2 separate regions of the Sus scrofa genome follow, and region 1 is linked to region 2. Evidence: chromatin contacts called from public Hi-C data. All regions are on one chromosome and are shown on one strand. The core of a region is the stretch at or near the end of the contact, and the rest is flanking DNA. Distances in the headings are between cores, read along the strand shown.

The links. A called contact is a pair of places that touch in the nucleus more often than the background predicts.
Region 1: a contact with region 2 is called in a Hi-C map of heart right ventricle, with 2.5 times the contacts expected there. The contact joins the promoter of EPB41 here to the enhancer-like site in region 2. A contact is called at or near these places in 4 of 47 Hi-C or Micro-C datasets (heart right ventricle, omental adipose tissue, retroperitoneal adipose tissue and 1 more).

Annotation. Positions count from the first base shown.
Region 1 is chr6:85,839,562-85,846,481 of Sscrofa11.1, reverse strand. EPB41 (protein 4.1) reads right to left here and starts at 3,944. Exons shown (of 17, transcript XM_021095721.1): 1 at 3,780-3,944. LOC106510640 (a long non-coding RNA gene) reads left to right here and starts at 4,627. Exons shown (of 3, transcript XR_001309282.2): 1 at 4,627-6,119.
Region 2 is chr6:85,322,692-85,329,937 of Sscrofa11.1, reverse strand. SESN2 (sestrin-2) reads right to left here. Exons shown (of 12, transcript XM_021095666.1): 2 at 5,404-5,483; 3 at 2,225-5,292. The coding sequence starts at 2,287. Among named protein-coding and RNA genes, the nearest start is that of SESN2, 4.3 kb to the right of the region's middle. Within about 2 kb of position 2,712, at least 69 of the 83 cell types and tissues checked have an H3K27ac peak or open chromatin away from gene starts, as enhancers often do. A contact at or near this core is called in omental adipose tissue, retroperitoneal adipose tissue and subcutaneous adipose tissue, where this site is marked.

The DNA of each region.
Region 1 (6,920 bases), core at 2,695-5,194, 520 kb before region 2:
GATTCCAACTGGCGTCTGCCTGGATTTTGTTCTCCAGGTCTTTCTTTCCACTTTCCCTCCCGTCTCTGCAATACCAGCTGCCCAGCCCCAGAGAAGCCTTTGAACCTCTCCAACCTCAGTTCCTTCATCCAAAATAGTCAAACAGCCAGCCCAGGATCCAAGCTCTTCCTGACCCAGACTCTCCCTCCACAGGCTGAGCCACTGCTACCTGACCCCTTCTCTAACCCTTTACCCCATCGCCGACCTCAGCCACTCACCAGCGGGCCAAGGAATGTCTGCACTCAACTACACTAAACTCCTGCTTTACAGATAGAAAAACAGGTCCAAACTGGCCACATACCCAAGGCTGCCTTTCAGTGCCCAGCTCTTGCACCTGAGTGTGGTCAGGCAGAGCTGGCCCTCTGGAGAAACTCCCTGGGGGGCCCTGACCCACAAGGTGCTCCCTCTGCGCCTTTGCCCCCTCACTGGGCCCAGCCCGACCATCCCAGAACTTTGAGCTCACCCAGTAGGGGTCAGGCAGTTTCTGCAAGAAAGGGCTAAGCAGTGTGGAGGCTCCCCTTTGAGTTGAATCTGGGCTTTGGAGTCAGAGAGACCTGAGTTAGAATCCCAGCCCAGCTACTGCCTGCACTTCTGTGAAATAAGGATAACAGCTCTTCCCTCACAAGGATGTAAAGATTACATTAGTTAATGCTGCATACTAAGGGCTTGGCACAGAGTGCCATGCACAAGAAGTGCTCAAGAGGCTGCAGCTCTAATTCTGATTAGAGAGCACAGGACTGGGGGGCCCATCACCCCATTTTCTCTCCTCTTCTCACATGGGGTGAGAGTAGCCCCAACCAGGTCCTGGAGGCTGTAGTAACGGTACTAGAAGATCCTTAGAGACTCCAGATTCACCCAGCCCTCCCATTTCATATAAAGAGAAACTGAGATCCAGGAAAAAAGGGACTTCCCGCAGGCTATCAGGGAGTAGAATCCCGCCCCTTTTATTTATTTATTTGTGTGTGTGTGTGTGTGTGTGTGTGTGTGTGTGTGTGTGTGTGTCTTTTTGCCATTTCTAGGGCCGCACCCGCGGCACATGGAGGTTCCCAGGCTAGGGGTCTAATCGGAGCTACAGTACCTACACCAGAGCCACAGCAATACAGGATCCAAGCCAAATCTGCAACCTACACCACAGCTCACAGCAACGCCGGATCCTTAGCCCACTGAGCAAGACCAGGGATCGAACCTGCAACCTCATGGTTCCTAGTCAGATTCGTTAACCACTGAGGCAGGACGGGAACTCCCTGCCCCTTTTAATAAACATCATAATCTTAAGCTTGGGAGATTCTGTATCCCCCATCCCCCAGGGGACTATTATAAAGTCCCCCAACAAATCTCAGGCCACCATGACCTATATGATGAACGCTTTGTGGGTATCCCATTCAGCTCTTTGCCTAGCGAACCTGTGTATAGCACACAGTAGGTGCTCAGGAAATGCTTAGGGAATAACCCCCATGTAATCCCTCTGGTTCCGCAGCTCTATTCAGGCTCCCCCTCCAGGGGATCTCTCCTTGCATCTCCCTTCTTTGCTCTCACCCCTGCCAGCCTCTGTCTCAGATCCTACCAGCTGCACCCAACTCCAGCCAGCAGAGCTCTAGGCCTCCAGAGGCCTGTACAGCGTCAGCATCTTCCCAGCCAGGCTGGGATGTTTCTGCTCAGCACAGCCAGCCGGGCTCCCAGCCAGGGTCCACTCTGCAGAGGGGGTGCTGGCCTTGCCCTGCCAGAGGCCCCACCCCCATTGGCCTAGGGAGTGGGGCAGCCTGGGAGCTTCTATTGGCACCTGGGGCCTTCAGAAGGGAGGCCAGCCTGGCCTAGGCAGTTCAGAGATGGGCTGATCGAGAGACAGACAGGTGCCACCACACACCCAGGCACTCCACCCACATCCCACTGCTAGGACCTGGCAGGCCCTGCCTGACTCTCCTATATACACAGAGGAAACCTCAGGGCTTCCCCACTCCATTTCTTTCTGAAAACACCCCCACCCTAGAACACCACACACTCATTGCCTCATCTGATTCTGCTAATGCCTGGATTATTGACCAAGGAGGCACCTGGAGCTCAGAGAGGTGAAGTGACTCATGCAAGCTCACACAGCAAGGAAGTAGCAGGGCCAGGATTCAAACCCAGTTCTGCTGCATGCCAAGCCTACAGAGTACCAGAGGTCCCCTCTATTCCTCCTCTCTGCTCCCTACAGCTTCTGGATCCCCTTCTTCCCAAACCTTCCAGCCCCTCTGCAAAGTCCCTCCTCCCACAGTCCTAGTCAGAATTAACAGTTCCCACCTCCTGGCTGCTACAACATTTTGTTTACATGCACCTGACAGCAGAAGGGTACAGGAGTTATTTCAGGGGTGTCTGTCTCTCTGACACTCCGAAGGGCCCGAAAGGCAGGAAGTGACTCCAGTATGTGCTCCTTAGACCTGAGAGTCTATCTCCAGCCTCCCCCTCCCCCCATGCAAAAGTCCTCTGGTCTCCTCCTGTTGATACCCTCCCCATCTCCAGCCTCCAGTCAAGACTGGTCCCCAGGCCTGTAACTGGGATGAAGGTTGGGGACATGCCACAACTTCAGGGACTCTGCGCCAGAGCTATGGCCTCTCTCCTGGCCCCCCTCTCTTCCCTTCAGTATCTGAGCCGCTGCCCTGCCCCTGACACCAGACAGGGACTCCCAAGTCCCAGCCTAGGTAAGGCTCTCCCCAAGCCTCCTCCTGGAGAAAAGGGCTCCAGAAGCAGAGAAGGGGCTGCCTTCCTCCCTAATCCGGGAACTTGAGGGGTCACATTCAACCAGGAGAAGCTGCGCACTGGGAGTAACCTCCTCCAACCCTTCGTGATAGTCCCCCCCACCCCCAGTCCTTCCGGGGCTGGGCTGAGGTCGGTCTGGACAAATTCCCGCCTCCAGTTTGCTGGAGAAGTCCTATGCTACCCCAGAGAGGTGGGGTGTGCTGGAAAGTGTAGGTGAGGGCAGAAAACTCTTCGAGAAAGCCAGAGGACAGGGGCAGGGAAAGACTGGGTCATGCAGAGAGGAGATGAGTCACAAGGACCCGGGGGATGAGAATCAGAAGCCGGAACCAGAGCCCGACAGAGTCCGGCAGATCAGAGACGCAGAGAGAGAAGTCCCCTAGACCACGCCTGGAAGAGAGCATGTGCGGCCGGGGCGGCGACCGGAGAGCCACCCTGGCGGGCAGAGCCGGCGCCCCAGCTCTCGGGTCCCTGAGTCCGGAAACTCAAAGTCAGTTACGTAAGAGCCAGAGCAATCCAGGGGCCCCGGAGCCGGGTGCCCCTTCCCGCTGTGCGCCGCCAGCCCGCCCGCCTGCTCCGCGGGCGCTGCAGCCTGCCCGGCAGGAGCACGCGGGGCCTGACAGGGCGGGGTTGTGGGGGGAGCGCTTGTGCTGCAGCACTCCGCAGAGACCCGCCGGCTGGCACCCAACCCAGGACCCCCGCCGCAGACAGACCCGGGACCCGCTGGGACCGCCAACGCCAAGCGTCCAGCTTCGGACGCGAGCTCTAGGACCCCCTTCCTGTCGCCCCTGCCCTCCCTGCACCCTGAACTTCGAGACGCCCAGGCCCCTATGGACCTCCAGTTCGGAACTTGGAACTCGGGACTCCTAGAGCCCCCGACCCCGACCCTTAGAACCAGATATGTCCCCTCCCGTGGGACGGCCTGGGCCCTTGGGCACAGGTCCATCTGTTTGTCACCCCGTCCCTCCCGGGGGCCCGGGGTCGCCCCCCAGGCGGTCCAGGCTCACCTGGGCCGGACCGGGCGGAGACCTGGCCGGGCCGGGCCGGACCGCGTTCTCGCCCTCCGCCGCTCTCGCCCTTTAAGAGGTTCCTGCCACTTTGCCCCGCCGGGGGCCTCCACCTGCACTGACAGGGCAACTCTGGCTTGAAGCCCCGCCCCCGACCCGGGGCGCCTTCTGATAGGCGCAGACAACTGCCATTCGGTGGGGCGGCGGGGCGAACGGGGCAGGACAGAGTGAATGTCGCAACCGGGAAGGGGCGGGGCCTGCAGGTGCGGCCTGATGGTACGGCCAGCTGTGGGCGGTCGAGGGCTCACCCGTTGGGTCTGGGGAGGGTTGGGGAGGGAGTTCCTAGATTGGCTGGTGTGGATTCTGACGTCATACGCCTAAAGTATGATGCAATTTTCCACGTGGTGCTACCCCTAAGGGCTGGAAGGGAGACAGGGATTTGGTCATAGGGGACCTAGGGAAGCAACCCTGGCGAGGACACCTGGATGACCTGTCCCACCTGTGTGACCTTGAGTGAGTCACGTCTCTGAATCTTTCCTCAACTATGAATCTTAGAATGTCTTCCTGAGAATTAGCAGTATATGTTAAATGCCAAACACAGGTCTGGCACACAGTGGGTGGCATTCAGTAAATGTGGGCTTTCATTCCCCTTATTCCCATCTTGCCACTCTTTTTTTTTTTTTTTTTTTTTTTTTCAGGGCCTCACACGCAGCGTATGGAGGTTCCCAGCTAGGGGTCCAGTCGGAGCTGTAGCTCCTGGCCTACCAACAGCAATGCCAGATCTCAGCTGCGTCTGGGACCTATGCTACAGCTCAGCTCAGTGGATCTTTAACCCACTGAAGGAGTTCAGGGACAGAACCTGCATCCTCATGGTTACTAGGCAGATTCTTTACCCCTGAGCCATGAGGGCAACTCCTTGCCACTCTTCTCAAAGATTTTCCCCCTCCTGATCCCATCTGATCAGTGCTAAAAGGGGCTTGTGTGGTTACTGGTCCATGTCCCCTCCCCTCTCTACCTTATTCCAGACCTGTGCTCACATACCTCCAATGACAGGAAGCTCACCATCTTCCAGGCAGGCCTCCTTCATTTTAAAAACGTCCTGAAACTTCAAAAGCTCATTCAAAGTTTATGGCCAAATCTGCCCTTTAAGAGTTCTACCCACAGAGAACATACCTAATCCCCTTTCCACTTTGAGGAATCACAGAATCATAGAATCATAGAATTTTTCAGGTTGGAGAGCCATGGAGAGCTAATCCCTTTGGGGACAGATGGGGCAAACTGAAGCCTACTAAGGACAAATGACTTCCTATGACTTCAGTGGTCTTCCAATTAGATGGGCTCTGAAATCAGACTGCCTGGGTCTCAGTCCCCAGCATTGGCACTTACAAGCTGCCTGTCATTAAATGAAATAATCCAGGTAAAATACTAAGAACAGTGCCAGTCTCAGGGTGAGCATCCAAAAAGTGTTAGCATTTATTATGATTATTGATGTTAATGTTATATCAAGGTCATAAATTCATGTTTTGCCCCCCAAATTCACTGAAGCCTCCTCTGAGTCTTGTTGACAGTTTCAGGGCCCTGATCTCTGCCTTCAAGAGGCTCACAATCTAGCAGAGGAGGAGCTGACTCGGTCCCTAGATCTGGGGGTGGCATTCCAACAAAGATGGGCAGACTCTAATGCCCCAGAGAAACTTTAATTCCTTTGATGGAAATCTAAACACTCGAGACCCTTTCAATCCCTAGCCCAGTGGAATCCATAGGGAAAAATGTCACACCCAGGTTCCCAAAGACTATTAGCACACCTTTCACTTGTCCACACGCTCACCTGCCCACCAGATGGTATTGCCCAGTGGTTAGCGTTTGGGATTTGGAGGCAACTGAGTCCAAGCTCTTCATCTTATCAGCTTTGTACCTCTGGGCAAATCACTTTCCCTCTGAATTAATCATAGCCCTAACTTCATGTGGAGCTGTTTCGAAAATTAAATGAGTATGTGAAAATACATATGCAAATACCCAGTAATGGAGCGAGCATTATTTTTTAATTGCTCCCACATGTATTCGTGCACCCAAGAGAGAGCTGGCTGTGAATGCCTTAATTTAGCCTCAGCAAAAGGGGTTTCCCTCCCCCACCCCCATGCCTCCTCTTCGGACTCTCGTCCTCAATCGAAGAGGCGGGGCCAGGAGCATCCCGCAGCGGCCAGACTGGGCTGTTCTAAGGAGCCCCGCAAGCCGGTCCGCCCCGCCTCGTTGATCAGGGCGGGCACTTGGCTCCTCCCCTGTTAGGCAAGAGCAGCCTGTGGGTGACTCAGCAGCGACAACGCCTGCCCCGACCTGATAAGTGTGTGTGCCTGGGAATGTGTGTGTGGTGGGGGTGGCCAGGAAGGGTTCTGTGTTTTTGAGGTCGTGCGTGGGACGTACCTGTGGGAATGTGCTTATGATCTTGATCTTGTGCGTGTGTCTCTTTTCTGTGTATTTGGGGGGAGGGGGGAATCTATGGGTGTGACAGGGTGCCCTCGTTGGTGAGTTTGTACAGAGGGCGTGACTCTCAATGTGTTTGGCTCCCTCTGCCATATAAACAGGTTTCCACCCCGCCTTCCCGCCTCCCTGCCTCCCTCTCCCCCACCTCCCCCAGGCCCTGCCCAGGGCCGTGTCTGCCGAGACAGCTTGGGCTTCTTGTTGAGGTGACTTGTACGCTTGTGTGGGTAAAAGTCACTGGGTTGGGGGGCGGGAGGTGGGTGCTGGGGTGCAGTTGCTCTCACTGCCTGGAGGCCCCCTGCCCTACTGCCTTGCCTGTGAAGTCTCCACCTCCCACCCCAGACTCAGGGAGTCATTCGTTCCCTGAGATATTCGCTTTGGGAGGCCTCCAGAGGCATCACTGTTATTACCTGCATTCTCTCATTTGATCCTATGGGATCCTTAACATGTTCTGAAGGGTGCCTAAGAGCAGAAGTGACAGCCCAGGGTCACACAGCTCAAAAGTAATAGAAGGCATGAAGGTTACAGGCAGAGGGTAGTCTTTTTCCCTAGGTTGAGCGCCCAGTTTGCCTGGGGCCTGTGGGGGACTGATAAGCTGGGGGAGGGGGCAGGGAAACCAACCTGTTTGTGCCTCCCTCTCCTCCTCTGAGTTGCATGGGCCTCCAG
Region 2 (7,246 bases), core at 1,463-3,962:
CTAGGGATGGGACCTACAGAGTGTTTCTTATCTAGCACGGGGGACAGAGAAGAAAGGCCTGATTACACAACTGTTACACTATAATTGGGATAACAGCTCCTACAGTGAAGAAGGGGGACAGGAAGCAGGTATGCAGAGAGACTTATCTGGTGGGAGAGGAAAGACTTCTCTGAGGCAGTGATGTTTGAGGAAGTGATTCTAGAGCCCATTAGGGCTTTGAGAACGTACTACCAGTACTGGAGTGAAGCGTCTAAAGGCCTTGACCTGGTGAAAGAGCGTGTGGTGAAGTGATGGAGTTGAGGGGCCTGCACCTTCCTTGCACATACTTGCCTGACTTCCCTTGGGTTTTGGGTACCTGGCTCTGTAAGTTCAGCACCCTGTTGTCATCTAAAGATTATGCTTAAAGCAGACATCTTCTTCCCTAGGTTCTCTTTTCTTGAGCAAGAAGAATATGTAGAAAGAGTTCAGACATTGCCAGCTTCCCCCATTCCCTCCTGCTGTTGACAGCTGGCTTCCACCTAAAGGCCACGCCCTCAGAGCCTGCTCACAGCATCTGGGTGCTCTCTTCTCCCCTGATCACTTCCCCGACACTGTCCCAAAGAGGGATGGGCCACCTCTCACCTCAGGCAGGAAGGATGGGCTGAGACACCCCCATGTGAAATACTCTGGGGAAGGGAAATGTGTACTGTGGCCACATTCTAACAACAGCTAGCATGTGTGATGCATGACGTGGTTTCTATGCTCCAGGTACTGTTCATCGGCCGTTGCATATACTCCCAGTTAATTCTCCCAACAAGCCCTGGGAGATGACTGAATCCCCATGGGAGGAAGCTGCTGATCAGAGAAATGGTTGCTTGGTCAGGTCACACAGCAAATAAGTGGGAGGGCTGGGACACGAGCCGGGAGCGCACCTGCTCTAGTGCCCAGGTGCTCTTAATAAATAAAATTACCTCTATTTTTTCACAAAGAAGGAAACAGACTCAGACAGTAAGGTGACTTGGTCAAAGTCATACAGCTGAGAAGTGGCAGGCACCATTCTCCTCTTGAGGCTCCTAAACCATGGTAGGAAGGATAATAAGCTAACAGAAAACCCTGGACCCCCCAAAAACATGCTGCTCAGAGAAGGGCAGAGGTTTTCCCAGGGTCACAGTTTAGGACTAGCACTTGTCTGACTCTCAACCCCAATAAGACACTTGCACCAGGCTCTAGGCTGGAAACTAAAGCAAAGCTCCGTGTTATGCCAAGCACACTTGGCAATCCGAGAGACATGCAAGCCAAAGAATGAGCTACTCTGTGGGATTAGTGAAGGAAGCCTCTCTATAGCCCCTCCTAGGCCTCAGTTTTCTCATCCTGTAAAGGAGGGCTTATAGCATAGCTCATATTTTGCTAGTTTAGTCCTGAGGACTCAGAGAAAAGGCAAAACCGGAGCCTGGCATCAAGTAGGTGCATAAAAAGTAAGATGTCCATTGTCCGTGGTGGTAGTAATGGGGGAGGGGTGTCAGATTTGGTCCAGCTGTATTCATTCTCAGCCTCACTGCAAAGAGTGTCCCCGCGAAACAAACTTCTGGGACGTCAGACCACTTAGTAGGGGGCAGCCAAGTCGGCGCTTGGCTTCGGGAGCCTCCGCCAGGGTTTTCCCCCTCTCCCTCGAGCTTTGGCCGCGGCGCACCCGGCAGCCAGCCAAGGCCCCAGAACGCCCGCGCCCCCATTCCAAATCTAGAGTGCAGGTGGGGGCGGGGGTGCAGGTAGAGAAGGGGGACGAGGTCGACCTTCGTTGGCCAGCCTCAAGTGCACCAATCCCCGCGCGGGGGCATTGGAGCGGGCACGTATCCTACCTAGAAACAGTTCCTCTGCCCGCCAGCCCCAGCCTGGAGGAGGGGATCTGCGAAAGGGGGCGGGGAGGAGGAGTGGTCGGGCCGCAGCGCCGGGATTTGCCTGGACTTGAAGACTCCCTCGACGAGGGCCCAAATCCAAGATAACGTCGAGAAGGCTCCCCTCTCATTGGCCGGGAGTCCGAGCGAGCCTCGGAGGGCTCTACAGCCCGGGGGGGAGGGGGAGGAGGCGGAGAGGGCCGAGGCTGCCAGTTGATGCAACCCCACTCCGGGTTACCGGCTCCACTCTCCGTCCTCGAGCCTAGGGGTTCACAGACTCAGCTCAGGACAGACCAAAGCTCGGACGCAGCTTCGGTTCAAGGGAAGGGTGGCGTCATTTGGCCCCTGCTTACCTCTCCAGCCCCGGGCAGGTAGCCCTTAAGCTCCGCGCGGCACTCGGAGTCCGCAACGATCATGGTGTGCGCCAGGACCCAGCCGCGGCTCGCCGACCGCCCGTGCACCCGAGGGGGTTTCGGACGGACGAGCACAGGAAGCCGGGACTGGGGGCCGCTGGGGAGGTTCTAGAGCCCCCGGGGTGTCTCTCGGGGTTCCAGAACGCTCCGAAAGCCCAGGATCCGGGAACCGCCGCCTCTGCGCTGGACTCCCCGCTCGTCTGGCTTCTGGAGGGGTAAATGACCTCTGGAGCCTGTGATGGGCCGCGGCGTAGGGGTTTTCACCGTGCGGATCACCTCGGAAGTCCGCAGTGGCCAGGGCTGCTCGCAAACCCAGCGCTCCTCAGCATCCCCGCCGCGGAACTGCCAGCGCTCACCCGGCTCCGACACCAGCAGCGCCGCTCTGCCCGCTGCGGTCCCCGGGGAAGGGCGGGGACACAAAAGCCCCGCGCCGCAGCCAATCAGATGCCTGTTTCCCGGGGAGGCGGGGGCGACACCTCCCTCGGGAGCTGACGGCTCATCCAATCGGCACCGGGAAGCGCCCGGGAACTCTGGGAGCTGTAGTCAGTCTGGACGAATGCTGCAAACTTTTGCAAGAGGGATTAGTCAGATTGCTGGCAATACCAGATGAGAGTGACAGCCCGGAGAGTCATTAGAGCTGCGTGATGAAACGGGACATCACCGGGCTGGGCCGAAGAGCCGGGTGTGAAATCCCTCCCAACTACGTTCTTCAGCTTTTCAGTTCCTGGAGGGACTGGTTCGGGTTAGGAGAGGTAGTGCTAATTACAGAGCTGAACGCCAGATCTTTGGAGATCACAGCACTCAGTCCTGTTCCTCTGGCCTCCGGGAGCGCTCCGCCTTAAAATGTCCCAGACACAGGGAATCCAGCTTATTTGTGGACTCTTTGGAAAGGCCTTCATTCACTGAAATGCCCTTGGGAACCTCAATCCCTATGGCAGTTTCCGTCTTCTGTTCCCTTGGGGCCTTCCCACCCGGTCTTCCATTCTTGCCACCCCTCTTCTAAAAACTTCGTGACAAGGTATTCTGCTGGGTTTTTTTCTCACCTCTCTCTGGCCACTCCTTCTCTGACTCCTCTTTCTCTTCCTACCTCCTGGAACATGGGTGTTCCCCCAGTTTCTGTTTTCATCCCTTCTCTCTCCAGACACACTCTCCCTCTCTGATCTCATCCATTTCCTGGCCTTCAACTCTCCATTTGGGAGTCTCTTCTACCAGTACCTCAGCACCTCAAAGCTAAATTTGCCTTCAGGAGTTCCTGTTGTGGCTCAGCAGTAATGAACCTGATTAGTAATGAATCTCTGAGGACTAATGATCGACAGGGTTGGATCCTGCCCCACTCACTGGGGGTTAAGGATCCATGTTGCCGTGAGCTGTGGTGTAGGTTGCAGACGCAGCTCAGATCCCGCATTGCTGTGGCTGTGGTGTAGACCCACAGCTGCAGCTCAGATTCAACCTCTAGCCTGGGAACCTCCATATGTCACAGGTACGGCCCTAAAAAGCAAAAATTAATTAATTCATCTTCTCTTGTCCCCTTCCCACCACCTTTTCCTTCACAATTTTTCCTCAGAGCTCCACTTTTTGTTTCAATATTAAAGTCATTTTTTACTCAGGATAGAGAATACCTATCCCGAGTGAAGGTGGAATGGACGACCTCCTATGTCCCCCCTGGGGTTTTCCCAGTCTAGGTTTAGGGTTCCAAAGATGACCCTCTGACTTGGTCTCCTGCCTCCAGCCTCCCGGGTTAGGTAAATTAATCTCACTCTCTACTGACACTTGGGCTGGGGTTCTATTACAACACTTATCACAAGTCTACCTTGGATTGTATTTTTCTATGTGCAAGTCTTATCTGACCCTTTTGATTATAAGCTCCTTGAGGGCAAGGTCCACACCTTGACATCTTTGTCTTCTGCCCTATGCCAGTGAGCACAATGTCCTGCCAATAACATGCCCTTGTTAAAACTAAATCTTCCTTTGAATTGAATCCCCTCTAAATCACCTTCTCTAATTATGTCAGATTCAGCTTTTATTTTTAAAAATATCCTTTGTAATATCAATGTTTACATCAGCTTTACTGGCATTTCATCAGCTACAGATAAAGGTTAAACCCCTTGGTTGACATTCAGTATCTGCCAAGATCCGCCTCAGTTTACATTTCCAGCCTTATTCCTGCCACCTCCACGATCCTTGTTTGGTCTTCAAGCCTTTCGCTCTGCAAATCTCTGCCCGCTGAAATCCAACCCACCATTCATTAACTTTATTGGTAAATTGTGACCAGAGTGAAGGCATCTCTTCCAGTCTTCAATACCTCAACACATTGTTGTTACCTTTGTGTACCTCTGGTCTTCAGATTTGATGCAGCCTTGTTATCACGTCTGCATGTCTTACTCCTTCTCTCCAACTAACAATGGAATAGGTTACTGACCACTTTTGCAAAATGAGGAAATTTGAGCTCAGGAAAATAAAATTTCATGTCAAAGTCATACAGTGTCTTCTTTTGACTGCACCAGACTGTGTGAGAGCCTCTTTAGGGCAGGAAATGTGCCTTACAGTTTCTCTCTCCCCCACTAATATGTAGTGAGTCCTCAGGAAATACTTTCGAATGAATGAATATGAGTTGCTCTCCTCTGTGAAATGACCCTTTAGAGTCTTCAAGGAAGCAACTAAGTCATTCCTAAGGCCTCACTTCATTAGTGAATTTGTGAAAAGCAAGAGATAATGATATTCTCAATTGGATGAAATTTTGTGACCCAATCTCCTTGGAAGGAAAGCTGGGAAGGGGCACAGATACTGCTTTTTACCAAGCTCCAACAAAAGTCCAGGATACACCTGTTATCCCAGGTAACTCACCACAACCTCATGAAGTAGGCACTAGGCCCCTCTTTGACAGATGAGGATGCTGAGGCTTAAGAGATATGCTGGCCAACATCAGTAATGTGTTGAGTAAGGATTCAAAACCAGACAGGAATGGCTCCAAAGCAGAAACTCCACTCCACCACTGATGAGAGAAGGACCTGGATATGTATGAAGCATGAGACACAAGAAACAGATGTGTAAAGCAGAACTCTAATATATTAATTGGGAGTGAGAAACATAATTGGGCCTATAACTGGGCCAGTACATACCTCTTTCTAAAACAGCCTCCATGAAAAGCCAAATTATCATCTGAAGGTGGCTAGGCAGTTGGAATCTGAGCAAAAGGAACCTGTGAGAAGATGAATCACTTCAACCAGCTCCCCACAAAGCAAACCTGCTGGCTGGGGCTCCAGCTTCTTTCCTCTTTCTTTCATTCAGTAAACATTTATTGACCATCTGGTGTGTTCCAGGCACTGTCCTGGGCTCTGGAAATCCAGCGGTGAAGCTTCCAGCCCAGGAGAACATGGCTAGGGGACATGGCCTGGGCTTGTTCCTCCCCTCCCCCACACCTTGTATTTTTGGCTCAGGCAAGATCCACCTCCTGTTGCCATACTCTCCACTGTTGCATCAGCTATGCTGAGGCCACTGATTGGCCAAAGCTTTTTTTAATTCCTCAATCACATTCCAGTCCTGAAGTTACCACTAGATTGGATTTGAGATGTTGAGGTTTCTTCAGCTTCAGACCCTCTCACAGATTTTAACCCTCATGGGATTATCATGTGTTCTGTATTCAGTCTTCCTGAATTAATTTTCTAATCCCAAATTCTGGGGTCACTCTGCTATAATAGAATGATCTTATACCCTGACCAGACCTGGGGCTACGATTTCTCAGCCCAGATGTAATTTTCTGAGCTCTTATTGTTTTGCCACACCCTCCTCTCCCATCTCAGAATATAATTTCTGCCTTGGGGGAATTTCAGGAAAGAAACCCAACTCCAGCTGATTTATTTGATAAAAGCAAGGCACAGAATCAACCTCTGTGGCTCATTCACACATCATTCATTTAATTACTCATTAAGCAGACATTTGGCTAGGTGCTGAGGAGGTCCTTCTGGCTGACGAGTCCTGAGCTGTCAAATTATACAACCAACATTGAAATTGTCCCCACGGGTTGTGTATTAGGAGGCAGAACAACCACAGACTCTTGAAAACAGAGCCAACTATCTCCTAAAAGCACTGCCCAGGAGTCAGGCAACCAGTTTTTAGCAATGTGACCCCAAAATAATTTTTTCGGCTCTTAGAATCTGTTTCCTTACCTGGAAAACGAATTGAAATTAATGCTAACCCTCCAGGACCACTGTGGAGAGAACGGATGTTGGGCAATACTCATAATTCAGGTTCGTCGATTGTATCCTGAGGACAGAAATCTTCAGGTTTCAAAAAAAAAGCTCAACGCTCTTAATAAACAATATACCAAAACCCATGAGCTGGGTGCTTTCGGATAATTGGCTAAGAATTCCAGTTAGGTTTTGTCAGCTATGAACCCTCAGCGCCCCCTGCAGGCACGACTCTGCTATAGCTCAGAACAGACGGGGAGGGGAAAAGGTGGTTCACAGGATTGTCCGTTCTTGAAAAGAGGCCAGGCAACAGCTAAGTAAAGATTGTGTGGTTGTTGAGGAGTTTCCCTGATGCCAGCAGGAACCAGATTCCCAAAGGACACTCCCCCGCCCCCCCAGCCAGAATGCACTTCCCGTTGTTTCGGCTTACTCTCTCACCGTACAGACGGAAGCCTGGGGTCCAGAGAGAAGGCATTTGCTCAAGGTCCCTCAGGAAGCTGGTCACAGGGCAATACCTGGAACCTTGGGGTCCAGGTCCCCAGTCGAGGGCCACTTGCACCACAACACACGGCCCCAGGAGCCTCACATTTCCAGGAAGAATTCTTTGCTGAATTGGCTCCGATGTCCTGATTTCCCTCTTCCTCCTTCTCCTCCACGCCTAGAGGCTCCATATATTCCATTCTCAATCACCCTGAGGCCTGTCACTGAAGCAATGCCCCAGGGCCTTGCCACCATCCTGATCCACTTCTTCCTGTCCTCAAAAGTCTTTTGTATA